3 separate regions of the Gossypium hirsutum genome follow, and all the other regions are linked to region 1. The links are chromatin contacts, called in public Hi-C maps. All regions are on one chromosome and are shown on one strand. The core of a region is the stretch at or near the end of the contact, and the rest is flanking DNA. Distances in the headings are between cores, read along the strand shown.

Region 1 (3,083 bases), core at 374-2,873:
GATACTTATCAATGTAATAACAAGGTCGATGTGTATCAAACAATGCAAGTTACAAAGATGCGATGATTGCTCAGCAAAAAGATAATGACAACATAAGCCGTACTATCACCAGTTTGCTGTCGATACAAATATAGGATTCCCCTGTCAAAAACAATTACAAGGAACAATCAGCCAAAACAAAACACATTTCCTTCTGTTCAGAAATTGAATGTGCGTGGCAGGAGCAGTGCAAAAAAGACCTTAAGCCTGATAGAATGTGATTGCATAACCAAATTCATTTATGCGTCACACTAGTATGAAATGCTTTAGACCGATTAACGATATTGTGGTCTGTGGGAACTAACAACTAAATAAACATTTATATATCTATTTCTATATACTTATATAATTAGCCTGAGTTGGTATCCCAAGTTAACTCAGCACCCGCTCAGTCAAGGTTAAAAATCTATTATTAATAAAATAATGAATATAAATACAATGGTTTTTCGGCTTTTACTTTTTGTTACTATTTTTATATGAAATGCTTAAAGAAACTAACTAAAAATGAGATGTCTAAAAATTGAACCGAGCCTAAAGAAGACTTATTTATAATTACTTTACCATCTCAATTGTTGAATAAGCTTTTTATAAATATAATTTTAATATTAATTTTTTCTTTCACCCACATCGAATCGTACCTCTAACATAGTCTTAAAGACAATAACCAATTTCAGTATGATAAATTTACTTGAGTTTTACTACTTAAAAACTAACAACACAAAGATGAATTGAACAGTGTCAGAGTCCTACTTTGACGCTTGCTCATAGCTGAAGAACTTGACGGCAGAATTTGGAACAATGCGAGCGCAATTAGTACCGTTGCCTTTGAATAATCCGCGAAAACCTTCTGTTCTCCAAATGTACTTCAAGCCTTGAATTGTTCCATTGTATTTTATACTATGTGGATTCTGAACCTGAAATTTTTATTTCAAAAGAGGTAAATTAATTAACAAATTTAAATTGTCTATTTTTCTTAATCTAAATAAAATGCACATTAAAAATTTTAACGAACCTGAAGTAAGATTTTTAAACGTTCCAAAGGAGCAACGGCAGTTCGTGACCTGCATACATTAAGCAAAAGATCCATTTTCAAATTTATTTCCTCTAAAACTTGAGAAATTCAATAACGTCGGAGACGATCTCCGCCAGCGAGAGAGAAAGAGAGAGATCTCACACTCCACCAGCAACGCCGCCGGCAACGAGAGACTTGCAGATACTAAGAACAGCATAACTGGGAGCTTTAACGCCTTCTCTAGCGAGCTTCGCTTCTTCAGCTAGATTCACGATCGTCGAAACAGCTGATTCACTAGTCTTCACATCCTCCGAAGCCATCGAAAACCAAAACACGGCCAATATATTCAAATCCACTCTCTCGCCGTAGAAACGGTAAGAAGTACTTTTCTGGTGGCTCCGGCGGAGTCTCGGACAGTCGTCGATGATTATCCGGCGACTCAAGGGTCCGATCTCCGAGGCGATATATATTATAGTCAAAAGAGGCTCCGCATTTCTCTCATGCGGCGCTTCTTTTCTAGTTTTTTGCGTTGGAAAATGTTAAGAGAGGTTTGTTGAAAGAGGTGTGGTGGTGACGGCTGGCTTTTGGGAGCATGAGAGAGTGACACGTCAACTATTTTGAGAGCGTGTACGTTGTTGCTTTGAGAGCGCGTGGATCTTGTAAAGTTTTTCCTGTGCGAGGAAAAGGAGGAACCTTTTTGGTGGTCTCTCACGTGCTGTTTTCTCACATGTTCTTACATTCAATTGTTGCACTAAAAATTAATAATTAAATTATTAGTAACATTAATATTTGATTTTTTTAATTAAAAAAATTATTTAACTCACCGAATTATTAAAGTTTTTCTTAAAATTCTTTCTAATAAATTTTTTTTAAAAATCCAAATTTTGATGAAATCTAAATTTAGGAGACAATGAGTAATGGTAGAACATAATAATAAAAAAATTGCAAAATCTTTATAAGGTCATCTAAAACTTTGTAAAACTTTAATTAAGTTGTTTCAAAACTTTTAAGAATTTTAGTTAAATCCTCTAAAAATTGTAAAAAGTTTTAACTCAACTCTTCAAAATTTTTAATAAATTTAATTAAGCCTTGTAATATTTTTTTTTATAAATCTAATCAAATTGTATACTAATGAAATAATAACATAATCAGTAATAATTAAGGCTTTAGATATTAAAGATATCAATTGTCACAGAGTTAGAACTTTAATTTTATAATTCGTGTTGATTTAAGCTATTCGTTTGCTTAGAGTTAGCCTAAAATGTATCTGAGTTAGCCTAACTCTCACAAAGTAAAATTATCTCAAGATACCGAAGTAAGCGAAAATAATTCAAAAGAGAAAAGAGTTCGAAAAAATATAAAAGCAAAAGTACAAAGAATTATCATCCTCATAAATAGGACAAAAAAATTTATAAATAAAAGGATAATACATTTCAGCATATTTAAACCCATATCCTCTTATATTAATAATAATATATATACCAATGAGTTAAAAAACTTAATGGAGACAAATTAATCCTTTAAAACAATTGTAATGGTAATCAATCTAAAATTTTGAAATAAATTCCAGAAATAAATAAATAAATAACCACTAGCAAGTGAGACAAAGATTTGGTAGCAGTTTCTTAGTTTCCTACAGTTACCGTATTTATTTGTTTGTCAGAAAGCAGAAACCTGGAGCTTCATATGATGACGACATGGCATTCCTCAATTTACACCTCATGTGCCACGTCATCTTCTGTGGTTAACTGCGCCCGCCCTCATGGATAAAATATTATAAACATTTCTATATTAAAAATTAAATTATATTTCGTCTTATTTTAATAAAAAATAAATAAAATAGTCATTGCATTTTTATCCTCTACTATTAAAAATGGTGTTATTGATAGAATAACCAAACATTTACATGTAGTGTGTTATGTATACCTCATTATAACGTACATAAATTAGTTTTTAACAGTAGAAATGATAAAATTTTTAATAGAAAAATTAATTTACTCTTTAATTTAATATATAAGAATTAATTTCATCG
Region 2 (3,055 bases), core at 220-2,719, 140 kb after region 1:
TGAATGAAGTATCACAGCCAAGTGATGGAAGCAGCTCAGGTGGGGTATTCGATGAGCAAAGGTTCCATGGTACTTCTCAACGGTCTTCACAAGACCAACCTCCTTCACCCCACCTGCAAAGGTAATTTATCTTCTTGCTTGTCTAAGGTAGTTTCTTTTGAAAACTTTAGTAAAACCTGCCACCCTGAAAACTACTATGCATCTATCACGTTGCCCGACTGCTTTTGCTGGTCTAGCAACAGTGTAGATGGTGTAGTAATTTCTATGGCAGCTGCCGAGATAGCCTACTTGCTGCCACCCTCTTCCACGCTGGTGTTCTGGTTTTTGCAGTGGGTCGTCTCTTAGTAATAAACCTCAACACTAGTGGATATATATGTGGCAACAGAATTGTGTTCAAAATTGGATCATAATCTCTTTGAAGTTTTTTCCTTAAACATTCTAATTTCTCTCTTTTGTTTCAATTGGATTCTGTTACAATGCACTCATCTATTAATCTTATCAGGGGACTATGATTTTACTACCAGATGAGTGGCCCATACGAGTTAACAGTCGAAAGATGAGGATTCCCCCCACCCCCTTCCCTTTAGAAGGAAGAAACGACGGTGGGAGAATCTTACAACGCTAAAAGCCTCGCTTTACCTGGCGGTTTTTTTGTTCTCATCTCATAAAAGCAAGAAGTGCATTTTCTGATTTGGTTTTTTCTTGCAAGACGGTTGGTCACGCATGCTTCTTGGCTTGTGCTTTGTATGTACACTAACAAATGATAGAAATCATTTTCGGAGGTGCTCTGTTTTTGAAGATACGACAGGGTATTGGTGGAAACTGAAAAAGAATGCAGGACTCGGAAGGTAAAAAAAAAAAAAAAAGAGAAAAAGAGTTAAAATTTAGGGTTCTACACGATGTAACTGAAATAGGAGCTCCTTAGGATTACAACTGAGTTTTATATCATTTTATAAGAAAGTCTTAAATAGGGTTTTTTTCATTTTTGATCCTTATAATATTAGCTCTCTTTTTGTTAAACTTCCAAATGTTGAAAGTTACCAGTGTATTGATAACATTTTCCATCGTTAAAAGAAGATTAGAATTTACAAATTTTCAAAAACAGGAACCTAGTTGTGTTTATATGGTATGTTGTGTGTGTATAATTTAAATCCTTTTCTGTTAGATTTTGAGGTTCTTCAGTCGATTCTGAATTATCCTACATATTTGATTTTCGGGTTATGACCATTTCTGGTTTAGATCATTTTAAGCTTGGGTTATTCATTTCGGTCCCTTTAACCTGTGCAATCATATATCTACATATCTTACTTTAAAATAGATAGTTTTGGGTTTGGGTCACTTGGGTTATTTTGGCTGGCTATTGTTGGTCTAGTTGTTCGTTTGGTCCTTTCAACTTATGCAATTCCTTAAAATAGATAGTTTCGGGTTTTAGTTGTTTTTAGGTTTGGGTCATTGCTGGTCCAGATCATTTCATCATTCGGTCACCTCAGACTAGGGTCATTTATTTTGGCCCCTTTTAACCTGTATAGTCATATAGCCTTATATCTTACCTTAAAATAGATAGTTTCAGATTCAGATTTGGTTCAAATCATTTCAATATTTGATCACTTTACACTCAAGTATATATTTTATATATATATCTTACCTTGAAATAGATGCTTTCCCTCACATTTTCATGTGTTTGTATATAAAGTGTCACAATCATTTATTGTAATAAGGAATTTGCAAGATATAAGATTGTAAGCTGGGTTTTATTGTCCCTTGCTTTGGACCTACAATAAATTTAGCGGCTTAAAATTATCAAATTGTCTTTTAAAATTTCTTTTCCCACTTCAGTGTGAGACAAATTAATGAAAAAAAAAAGTTAAGTGAAAAGGTTTAATAGAGAAGTGGTCCATTTGTTTGCAATAATTTCAGTATTCAGTTTTCAAGTTAAACCTATTTGTAGGTCCTCCCCCGCTCTCTCATGCCACTTTTTAACCGCACTTTCATATTATATTTTAGTTATTTATATTTGAAAGATTATATTTTAGTCACTTACATTATTGTATTGTAATATTTTAGTTACTAAGCATTAATTGCCATTAACGGTGTAACAGTAAGTTGATGTGGCACATTAAATTATAATTTCAAACAAAAATTTTAGGTCAAAATAATACAATTAATACATATATCTTTTTCGTTTTGTATAATTTAAATTTTTTTTATGTTTTTTGAACTTTTTTTCCCCATTTTCCCTTTGTTTTCCTCCCTTTTCCATTTCTTTTAGCGTAGTTTTTCCATATTTTTTATTTGTTAAATTTAGTCCCTATGTTTTTATTTTTTGAACAAATTAATTTTTTTCTTTTTATTTCTTTATTTTCCTTTTCTTCTTTCCCGTTATTTTTCTCTCTTGTATTCTTCACTACAGAAACATAATATTTCCCTACTAAATAAACCAATTTCTTGTTTCTTTCATATGGCTCCTAAATTGAATTTCACTGAAAATTGAATATCAATCATTCTTAATCAAATCTCGATTTCAATATAACCTAATTTTGAAACTAAAATTGGATCTAACTATCACTATAAAAAATCACATCCTTAATCAAATCTAAACATAAATTGAATTCTTTATATTTAAAATAAATTGTTTCTGTTCCCAAACTTTTACAGAATCGTGTAGATTATTCATTTCCTTTTCTTTTATTTTTTGAAGAATAAAATTAAGCAAATGATAAAATTGATCTAAAACTTCTTGAATATTCCCAAGCAAGCTTGATTGGAAGCCAAGCATGGATGAATCGAAGAAAGAAAGGGAGCATGAAACCAAACTGGTTTGATTAAAGTTGGAGGTAAGTTTCGTATAGTGACCGTTTTAGTCATTGAGAGTTTAGAGCTCGTTTGAAAAATCCGTAAAACAACGTAGTTTTGAAAGGGTGAGAATGTTGTAGGTTAGATAGATAAGGTGGTCATGGGGGTTGGTTAGGAGGTTATAGGAACGGGCTCAGGAAACTTTGTTGAGGATGGACTGTCATAAGTCACGACTGGAAATGTCTTCAAGTGAGGTGAGCTT
Region 3 (3,082 bases), core at 144-2,643, 180 kb after region 1:
ACAATGCATTGACTTGGTTATTCTATGAGCTTACGTGTGGAAAAAATTTGCAATCTATGTAGTCTTTAACTAATGTTTTTTTCTTTAAAAAAAAAGTCATTATTTTTGGTTTGATTAATATATTTGGTTTAAATTAAATAAAATATTAAAAAGTTTAGTTAAATCATCTATTTAAACGATTTGTACTGATTTGTGATCTATTAATTTTTTAACTTAATCTAGACCAGGGTACTAGTTGGTCCGATCCCATCTTGAAAACACTATCTTTAGCTTGCTGGTAGGTTCCAGGGTAGAAGGCAGAGACTTTTTTGGAGGGTTTTTATTATTAAATTTATATTTTTATAATTTTTAAATGATTAAAATAAAAATTTATTATTTTAAGAGGAGATAAAGTGCAATTTTACCATATATTAATTTAAAATTTTATAAATTTTAAAAAGAAAAAAACTAAAATTTTAATTTTATAGGTTCTAAAATAATAAATATAACTTACTGAGTTTTTTTAAGCTTAATACATCATGTAATCCTTAAAGCATATTTCTTTAGGTCCATAACATTAGGTCTTTTTACTCAAATAAATATAAATTAGTCTTCGTTTGATTAATTGAAAATGATTTCTGAAAAATGATTTATGGAAAATGACTTGTTTTTCTATAAAATCTAATATTTTCTGGTGTTTGGATAAATCTGTATAAAATATTTTCCGTTGTTTGACAAATTTTCTGAAATATTTCATAAAAGTTGTTTTCAGTGAAACAAACATGCAGTTGAGATTTATGATAAAGAGTTTAAATAAAATAATGAATTGATTACAAAGTAATGTTAAGGTGAAATTATAGTAAATAATGAATCTTCATTATTTTAAGGATTAAATTGTAAACTTTATGAAATTTATAATTGAAACAAGAGAAGTGACATGCATGAAAATTATTATGTGAAATAAGTTATTATAATGAATTATTTTATTAAAGTGCTTATATGGTGAAAAATAAATTACATGGCGATAGGAACTAAATTAAAAAATGCACAAAAATTTAAGTCTGAAACAATTTAATTTGTGAATAAGGAAATTATGATAAAAGTTTAATGAATATGTTATGAGACGATGAAATATGCATAAATTATTCTAAAAGTGAAATTGTGGAAAAATATGAAATATTTATGATGACAAGGACTAAATTGTTAAGCTTGAGAAAAATATGTGGATGAAATAATAGAAGTGAAATACATAGAAATTTGATATGTGAAATAAGGTATTGAGATAAATTATGTGATTAAATTGTAACAAGAAAGAAAATTCATTTAATATGATTAATTATTGAATATTAAACTTTTATGACAAAAAAGAACTAAATTGAAAAATTATAAAAGTTTATAAGAAAATATTTGATAAATGAAAAATGTAGTAGAGAATGTAACATCCCAGTGCTTTGACCAGATGTTGGGGTCATGTATGAGGGTATTATAGTGAATAGAGCCTTATCACTTTAGAAAATGTTTTACGAAAAAAATTTGATAAGACATTTTACGAGAATAAGGAAAATGTTTTACAAAAAAAAATTTGATAAGATATTTTACGGGAATAATGGGACAATTTTACGTTGACTATCCTATTTTACATGAAACAAACATAAAAAAACGTTAAAAATATTTTTCATAAAAACTTTTTAACGTTGAAACAAATAGAGCGTTAGTGAATTTTTAAAGTCTTTTTACTCGAATAAAGACTTACACCATGTTTGGTTGGGTGTATTGGCTATGCCAATACATCCCTAATCGGTGGGCCCCATGTAATCCCACTTCAATCCTCTGTTTGGTTCAGGGTATTGGCTAATACCCGTCTATTACATTACACCCCTAATCCCCAAAATCCACCGATTTCTATTACGTTCCTCTTTCTCAGATTAGGTGCTGCTTGAGTTTTAGACCCTGTTTTACCCTCCTGCTTCCCCTTTCCGTCTTCTGTTTCTTCCTTCTGTCTTTCTTTTGCTGAAGATTACAATAGAATCGACGCTTGGCCTTCTCAACCTTTTATTTTCGGAGTTTACTGCAACTGGAAAGGTTTCATTTCATTTCATTTCGATTTCTAATCAAACCAAATCAAATTTTCCCCAAATCAAACCCATTTGCCGTCTCCCTTTCTCTTTTGGTTCGACAGGTTTCATTTCATTTCGATTTCTAATCAAACCCGAAGCTCCTTGTTTCATTTCGATTTCATTTCTATTATTTTTTATGTGGGTTACACTTCTGTTTTATTTTTGCAGCAAGCGGAAAATTAAGGGATTTCATGTCGAAATCAAACCCGACTGAAGGCTAGCTTTTGCGAGTCCAACAAATCAAGGTACTCTCATTTAGTTGTTCTTTTGAACCCTAGACTTTAGCATGCTGACATTGGTAATCTTAGATTGTTGTGCTTCTCTCTCTTTTCGGGGTTTTGGAGATGTTTGGGTTTCAAATCAAATAGTGGATTGGTTAAAACCATTGTTATATCAGGTGCAAAGATTTTTACTGGTCATCAAGATGGTAAAATTCGTGTATGGAAAGTATCTGTTAAGAACCCTGGTGTTCATAAACGAGCTGGTACATTACCATCTTTGAAAGAAATCCTCAAAAGTTCAATTAAACCAAGTAATTACATTGAAGTGAAACGCAAAAGATCTTTATGGATCAAGCATTCAGATGCTGTGTCATGTTTGAGTTTAAATGAAGAACATGGTCTTCTTTATTCAGCTTCATGGGATAGAACATTTAAAGTATGGAGGATTTCTGATTATAAATGTCTCGAATCGGTTAACGCACACGACGACACGGTGAATTCAGTAGTATCGAGGTCCAGCAGGGAGATGGTTTTCACCGGTTCGGCCGACGGGACGATTAAAGTATGGAAAAGGGAACAACAACTTAAAGGGACGAAACATAGTTTGAACCAAACATTGTTACAACAAGAATGTGCTGTTACATCATTAGCAATTGATGCACCTGGTTCGGTTTTATATTGTGGTTCCAGTGATGGCCTTGTTAATTTTTGGGAACTTGAGAAAGGATTAGCGCATGGTGGTGTACTTAAAGGACATAAATTAGC

Evidence for each region. Hi-C and Micro-C count contacts between places; a contact is called where the count stands out from the background.
Region 2: a contact with region 1 is called in a Hi-C map of leaf, with 1.6 times the contacts expected there. The contact joins the enhancer-like site here to the promoter of LOC121210901 in region 1. A contact is called at or near these places in 2 of 34 Hi-C or Micro-C datasets (both in leaf).
Region 3: a contact with region 1 is called in a Hi-C map of leaf, with 1.7 times the contacts expected there. The contact joins the promoter of LOC107956364 here to the promoter of LOC121210901 in region 1. A contact is called at or near these places in 2 of 34 Hi-C or Micro-C datasets (both in leaf).

What each region holds. Positions count from the first base shown.
Region 1 is chrA12:81,131,384-81,134,466 of Gossypium_hirsutum_v2.1, forward strand. LOC121210901 (mitochondrial adenine nucleotide transporter ADNT1) reads right to left here and starts at 1,624. Exons shown (of 8, transcript XM_041082816.1): 1 at 1,214-1,624; 2 at 1,052-1,100; 3 at 790-953; 4 at 104-141. The coding sequence starts at 1,371.
Region 2 is chrA12:81,273,637-81,276,691 of Gossypium_hirsutum_v2.1, forward strand. It overlaps LOC107948182, which reads left to right. Exons shown (of 9, transcript XM_041082820.1): 8 at 1-121; 9 at 503-1,102. The coding sequence ends at 512. Among protein-coding and RNA genes, the nearest start is that of LOC107948182, 8.5 kb to the left of the region's middle. Within about 2 kb of position 1,470, at least 3 of the 9 cell types and tissues checked have an H3K27ac peak or open chromatin away from gene starts, as enhancers often do. A contact at or near this core is called in leaf, where this site is marked.
Region 3 is chrA12:81,316,391-81,319,472 of Gossypium_hirsutum_v2.1, forward strand. LOC107956364 (protein JINGUBANG-like) reads left to right here and starts at 1,394. Exons shown (of 3, transcript XM_041084181.1): 1 at 1,394-1,451; 2 at 1,996-2,061; 3 at 2,494-3,082. The coding sequence starts at 1,394.